Linked DNA regions of Mus musculus: region 1 is linked to region 2. A link is a contact called in public Hi-C data. All regions are on one chromosome and are shown on one strand. Each heading gives the region's core, a stretch centred on a gene start, on an enhancer-like site or on the middle of the called end of the contact. The rest is flanking DNA. Distances are from core to core; before and after follow the strand shown.

What was found. Hi-C and Micro-C count contacts between places; a contact is called where the count stands out from the background.
Region 1: a contact with region 2 is called in a Hi-C map of liver, with 4 times the contacts expected there. The contact joins two enhancer-like sites. A contact is called at or near these places in 6 of 484 Hi-C or Micro-C datasets (the HL-1 cell line, Th1 cells, bone marrow-derived macrophages and 2 more) and 8 of 115 datasets of contacts at active chromatin or transcription factors (DN3 thymocytes, the HL-1 cell line, the HPC-7 cell line and 5 more).

Annotation. Positions count from the first base shown.
Region 1 is chr17:31,903,795-31,907,322 of GRCm38.p6, reverse strand. No RefSeq gene overlaps it. Among named protein-coding and RNA genes, the nearest start is that of 2310015A16Rik, 6.9 kb to the left of the region's middle. Within about 2 kb of position 1,407, at least 130 of the 459 cell types and tissues checked have an H3K27ac peak or open chromatin away from gene starts, as enhancers often do. A contact at or near this core is called in liver, where this site is marked.
Region 2 is chr17:31,701,881-31,705,296 of GRCm38.p6, reverse strand. No RefSeq gene overlaps it. Among named protein-coding and RNA genes, the nearest start is that of Gm30187, 4.6 kb to the left of the region's middle. Within about 2 kb of position 1,851, at least 27 of the 459 cell types and tissues checked have an H3K27ac peak or open chromatin away from gene starts, as enhancers often do. A contact at or near this core is called in liver, where this site is marked.

The DNA of each region.
Region 1 (3,528 bases), core at 158-2,657, 200 kb before region 2:
CGAGACCAGGAGGCAGGGGCTACGGCAAAAATGGTTTTCAACAACGAGCCCAGGTCCTTGGCTCCATGCAGATAAGCTTGCCTGGCTGTCTATGGGCATGAGGGCAAGAGAGCCCGGCAGGGACACTCTAGAGCATTCCTGAACAGAGGATAGCCCCATCGCAGGTGGCTGGAAAGCCGTGGCTGCTTTACCTCTCTTCAGTGCCTGCAGACATCAAGAACCCCTCCAGATACAGGTGGCAAATGTCCCATTCAATGCTACCACAGTGCCGTGTGACCACTGAAGGCAACCCTTTTAGGTAAACCGTGAGATTCTCACTAAGATCTTCGAGGGAACTTGTGTATGTATCATTGCACATATGTTCCAGTACATGGGCACAGGTGTGTGGGGATGGAGTTTTCTTCAGTCACTCTATACAGTGAGACAGGAACTCTCCCAGAGTTCGCCAGTCAGCTGGTCTAGCTAGCTGTCTTGCTCTAGGTCACCCCCTGTCTCTGCCTCCCCAGTGCTGGGACGTACAGGTGGCCATCACACACGTCCAGCTTTTACATGGGTTCTGGTGACAAAAACTTTGGCCCTCACCTGTCCACAGCATGTGCTGTGTCCCCCATGCCAGTTCCCTCCTGCACCTCCCCCAACTTCTTTTTAGAATGGACCCCACTGTGGACATGATGGCAAGCTATTTGGAGTCCCCTTCCAGAAGACTATGAGCAGGGTTCATGGGCACAGTCCCTGGTAAGGATACCCGCACTGTTCCTCCACCTCCCTTAAGTCTAGATGTTATCATTGTAGCCTCAGTGGCTGCTATCCTGAGCCCAGTGACACCCTACAGGATGCCTGTCCCCAGGATGCCTGGTAGCCTTCCCAGTTAGTGTTCTGGCCTCTGTGTCCCTTCCTCCTGGTCCTTCTGCTGCCACCAGCTCCTAGTGTCCTTGACACCAGGATCATCACTGTTAGGATTCTGTCCAACTTGGGACCAAAGGCCATGTGTTGGGGCCCCAGGGATCACACTGAGAGACTATGTAAGTGGGTACTGCGGGGCAGTGGGGTGCACTGGTTCTGATCTCCGGCGACCTCTGATCTTTGTAAACTCACAAATGTGCTCAGGAGCCTGAGGAGGCCAGAAAGGAGACGTCTCAGGGGTTGGAGGCTGGGCAGATGGCAGGTCAGGTGGGATGGAGCTGGGCAGAGACTGGCCTCCCTGCTGGAGAAGGTGACGTGGCTGTGCTTCCTGTGGGGCCTGTGGAGGCTTCCTCCAGGGCTTCTTAGGTAAGACGGCTTCCTGTGCACTCGTCTCAGGCCATGAAGTCAGCCCTCCACATATCTGGCCTGAGGACAGAGAAGGCTTCCTCTTTGGGGAGTGAAAAGGAACGTGGCCTCCCAAGCTTCAGGAAGGAAAGCCCTCACTTCCTGGTGAGAGGGAACAAACACGGCAGGCCTTGACTCCAAACCCAGAGGAACACGTCAGAGCCTGCCGCCTGGGACAGAGACAGTTGGCTGGCCTAGTCCTGTGGCTGTGCTTGCCGACGTCCTGACCTTACGATGGAGGCAAGCCTGTGAACGCCATGGGGGTAGGAAAAGCAGAGGATTTTCCTGGGGGTCACTTGGAAGCCTAGGTCTAGATGTCTAAGCCGCTGTGCCCTGCAGAGCCTGGCTCCTGCAGGTGCTCAGAGATCCATGTTCAAAGACTGTGAGCCACAGGCACGCTCTATGCTCTTCCGGGGTGGCTCTGTAACCAGCAATGGCTCGCACCGGGAGGAGTCCACGGAAGCTGGGCCTAGTCCTCTCACTCTGCCTCAGTGTACTGGCTGGGTTTGTGTGTCAGCTCAACACAGGCTGGAATTATCACAGAGAAAGGAGCTCCAGCTGGGGAAGTGCCTCCATGAGATCCAGCTGTGGGGCATTTTCTACGTTGGTGATCATGTGGGGAGGGCCCCTTGTGGGTGATACCATCCCTGGGCTGGTATCTATAAGAGAGCAGGCTGTGAAAGCCAGGGGAAGCAAGCCAGTAGGTAACATCTCTCCATGGCCTCTGCATCAGCTCCTGCTTCCTGACCTGCTTGAGTTCCAGGCCTGATTTCTTTTGGTGATGAACAGCAATGTGGAAGTGTGAGCTGAATAAACCATTTCCTCCCCAATTTGCTTCTTGGTCATGATGTTTGTGCAGGACTAGAAACCCCGACTAAGACACTCAGCCGTGTTTCTAGAGCTTTTGTGGCTAGACCCTGGCCTTGGGTATGAGCAGCCAGCCCTAGCTTCTGTCCCCTAACTGGGGACAGGCACTACAGGTCGCTTGGTATTCACTGTTGGGAACGTAAGTGTGGACTCTCTGCTCTCTAAGGACCTCTTGTTAATTCCTTTGGAGCTTCTGACAGACAATTGGAGAAATGACCCAGCTTCCCTCCTGTTCCACGTGGCAACAGACCTGAAGTGTGTCTACTTAGTGTCTCTGAGGCTCTGATGGGGTAACCTGGTCCTGTTCTGTCCTTCTTTTCTCCCTCCCTCCCTCCCTCCCTCCCTCCCTCCCTCCCTTCCTTCCTTCTTCTCTTCCTTCCTTCCTTCCTTCCTTCCTTCCTTCCTTCCTTCTTCCCTTCCTTCCTTCCTTCCTTCCTTCCTTCCTTCCTGGGGGCCAAGGCTAGGGATCTGCTGTACATAATCTTGAACCCTAACCCAGGTCTGACACAGGGATAGAGGAACTACTCTAACTATTGTGTGCTGTCTGTGTTCCAGCTGTGTCAGCCGTCCCTTTACCCATGAGTCTTTGGGGCACCTGAGGCCACTGCCATCCAGAGAGGAGGGGGAGGTCCTGTTTCTTGGCCTGGCCAATATTTATCTTTGTCTCCTAATATTATAGACACGGGGCAGGGAGTTGGAGCATGGTACAGGGTGTGTGTGTGTGTGTGTGTGTGTGTCCTCTTGGCACCAAGGCAGCCAAGTACTGGAGGCTTTAGACGACACCTGGAGAGGTGACGTGGCTGGGGCCAGCCCCAGCTTCTCCTACCATACCCTCCCTCCCTGGCTCAGTGAGTCTGGTTGTTACATAAAGCTCCTTATATAACCGGGGCAAAGGCGGAAAGCCCCATGCAAGTCAAAACAACCCCGCATGGGGCAGGAAACCAAGATGGACAAACACATTCCGGAAAGTGGTGACCCACTGCTAAGGGCCACATGGTCACTGCCAAGAAAGGGACAGAAGGGCAGGCACTGGGTGAGAAAGCACTTGGGCAGGTACACAAAGGGATAGGCCGATGGCAGAGGCTGCCAGCCAGTGTAGCCTGCAGGGGACAAGTCGGTCATGGGCTGAGGGTCTGAGCTGCAAAGATTTGCTGTGTCTCCCTGCCTTGGCCACTGCTTCCATACTGCTGTCCTGCCTCGTATCAGGTCCAAATGGCTGGAAAAATCTTGCCCTACAGCCCTGCTGAGAGGGAAGATTGCCTCTTGTCCTTCCTGGCTCCTCCTATTGACTTGGTGGCCTCAGAGAGACATCGGGCATCATGAGGCTGCATGGCAACCCAGCTCCAGGTTCTG
Region 2 (3,416 bases), core at 602-3,101:
TCATCTCCTGAAGTCTGAGGCTGAGTCTTTTTGTCTTCTTGATTTTATTTTATTTTTTAAGATTGATTGATTGATTGATTGATTGATTGATTGATTTAATGTATGTGAGTACACTGTAGCTGTACAGATGGTTGGGAACCTTCATGTGGTTGTTGGGAATTGAATTTAGGACCTCTGTTCCCCCCAGTCAACCCTGCTCACTCCGGTTGGCCCTGCTCACTCAGGCACAAAGATTTATTTATTATAAATAAGTACACTGTAGCTGTCTTCAGACACACCAGAACAGAGCTTCAGATCTCATTACAGATGGTTGTGAACCACAATGTGGTTGCTGGGATTTGAACTCAAGACCTTTAGAAGGGCCATCAGTGCTCTTACCCCCTGAGCCATCTTGCCAGCCCTTGATTTTATGTTTTTAATTAGTCTTTTGCTAGTCTTGCTACCTGGATTTCCCTTTTCACTCTAACCCTGGTAGAGATGCAGCTAATCTCATGAACCACCAATAGGCTATGCTAGCAGCTCGAAAACGTCCATCTGTATTTCTGTTTTTCCTTGACACAGAGTCATACTGTGTGGCCCTGGCCCATCTTGGATTTGTGATTCTCCTGCCTCTGCCTCCCCAATGCTGATTTTAGGTGTGTTCCACCAAATCCACTGAAAAAGCCAACCTTTCAGAAAATTACACTCATTTATCTCTGTGTATCCACATGCGTGTATACCGTGGTGTGCGGGTGGCGATCAGAGAGTCAGTTCTTCTCATCCATTACTCCCTGGGATTGAACTCAGGTACTCAGGACTGGTAGCAAACACCCAGTAAGCCACCAGTCCATCCACCAAACCCCACCCCACCCCACCCCACCAAAAAAAAAATTTTTTTTAATTTTTTTCTTTTATTTTCTTCTTTGAGATAGGGTCTCTCTATGTAGTCCTGGCTGGCTTCAGGTCTCTGTAGACCACCAGGTTGGCCTCAAACTCACAGAAATCCACCTGCCTCTGCCTCTGGAGTACTGGAATTAAAGGTGTGCACCACCACACTCCAACTCAAAAACTTTGATGGTTTTGATCTCAGGATCCACATATGAGCCATTCTGAGTACAAGCTTTGTGTGTGTGTGTGTGTGTGTGTGTGTGTGTGTGTGTGTGTGTGTGTGTATGGGTACCTATGCCTGCTTTCCTAGAAACAAGTCTGTGTCTCACATCTTCAAAGGCAAGGCATCCTTGACCTTCTGACTCCCCACCTGACCCATTGTATCACAGAGGAGGAAACTCAGGTCCAAGATGAGTCTAGATTTCCACCTTCACACTCCACGCCAACCCCACGACTCAGGAAGGCCCTTGCATAGGTGGCCTGGAGTCCCAGAGCAGCCTCAGCCCAGACAGGAAACTGTCTAAAAGCTAAACTTGAGTTGCACACTGTCTTGCAATAGAGTCTCCTTGCACATTGCAAGCATCTTGCCCTGCCAGGCCTCCTGGGCAGCAGCCCAGAGGAGAGGTCCAATCCCAGTCACATGGTGGTAATTCTTAGCTAGCAACTGTGAGCATTGCACAAGACCAGACACAGGAGGGTATACTGTGCCCCACTAGGGCAAAGTGGATTGGGGGAGAATAGAAAGCTCTGGGCTCAGGATTAACCCACTGAACACAACACGAGGGGCCCAAGCAGAGCCAGCTCCACTGTACTGCAGACCAGGACAGCAAAGACCCACAAGGCAGAGGGCCCAACACACATGAATATTGTAATAGGTCACCTGACCCCTGCTATCGAGTGGCCACTGTTTACAGCCCAGCAGAGTACAGAGCACAAAGGCGACCTAGCCTAAACTCATCTGACTCCTGATGTTTGAAACTAGAACTCATTTGCTAAATGTGGATGGTGCTGACACCTGTCCTGGGCCGCAATTCATGTAGTCCCTGACAGGGGTCAGGACTGGGTGTGCCTGTCCCCAGACTCACCTCCTCCATTCAGGGCAGCCACGAGAGTTACAGTCAGACTCCAGAGGGTTCCAGGACACAGCCAGTTGAGCCAGAGATCGACCTGCCAGGGACTTATAAGTGTGTTTATTTCTGTCGTTGAGACTGGACTGCAGAAGGAATGGCTGTCCATAAAACCTCAGGAGTTCTGAACCATGTGTCACAGTGTAGTTGGGTGGCACCGCCAGTTGCTTCCACAGCTAGCTCTTTGGTCTTTCCATCATATGTATATTTACCTCTGTGCCACATAAGAGCTGGTGTCTCCTGTTCCAAGAAGTCATCTCGTGTCACCTGTAAGCATGGCCTTCTACATGTCAAGCTGGGCTGCAGCTATGGAAGGCATAAGCTCTGCCCTGCTTTGTAAGAAAACTCTCTTCTAAAACCCTCTTCTCTTGTTCAGAATGTACATCCAAGGGTATACACATCCAAAGCCTCCTCCATGGAAGGGCTCACCTTCCAGCTCCTGTAAGAACGTGGAACAAGAAAACCCCGCGCCACGTGTCTTCCCAAGTCTAACTAAATGTTTTTATGCCTTTATTGTCTTTGCATCGATTTAAAGTTTTGTAAGGTTCTCTTATTCTATTTAGGGACGTTGTTGGCGCTTTTAACATTTAACATATACACTTAGTTTAAAGCAGTGGTTCTCAACCTTCCTAATGCTGCCATCCTTTAATACAGTTCCTCACGCTGTCGGTGACCCCCCCAACCATAAAATTACTTTCATTGCTACTTCATAACTGTATTTTTACTACTCTTATAAATTGTTGTATAAATCCCTGTGAAAAAGTTGCAACCCACATATTGAGAACCAATGATCTAAAAGTATCTCTCTTGCTCCTGAATTTAAAAAAAAAAAAAAATCTGAAGAACATTTTAGACTTAAAAAAAAATCGAGATGGAGAGATGGCTCAGTAGTTTGACTGATCTTCCAGAGGTCCTGAGTTCAATTCCCAGCAACCACGTGGTGGCTCACAACCATCTGTAATGGGATCCGACACCCCTCTTCTGGTGTGTCTGAAGACAGCAACAGTGTACTCATAACATAAAATAAATCTCTAAAAAAACAATCATCATGTAGAAGTCCCTAAATGGGGCTGAAGAGATGGCTCAGCGGTTAAGGGCACTGACTGCTCTTCTAGAGGTCCTGAGTTCAATTCCCAGCAACCACATGGTGGCTCACAACTATCGGTAATGAGATCTGATGCCCTATTCTGATATGCAGGTGTGCATGCAGATAGAGCACTCATACACAAAATAAATAAATAAATCTTTTTTTTAAGGAAGAAGGGGGAGGACAAGGAGGAAGAGGAGGAGGAGGAGAAGAAGGAGGAGGAAGAGGAGGAGGAGGAGGAGGAGGAGGAGGAGGAGGAGGAGGAGAAGAAGAAGAAGAAGAAGAAGAAGAAGAAGAAGAAGAAGAGAAGAAGAGAAGAAGAAGAAGAAGAAGAG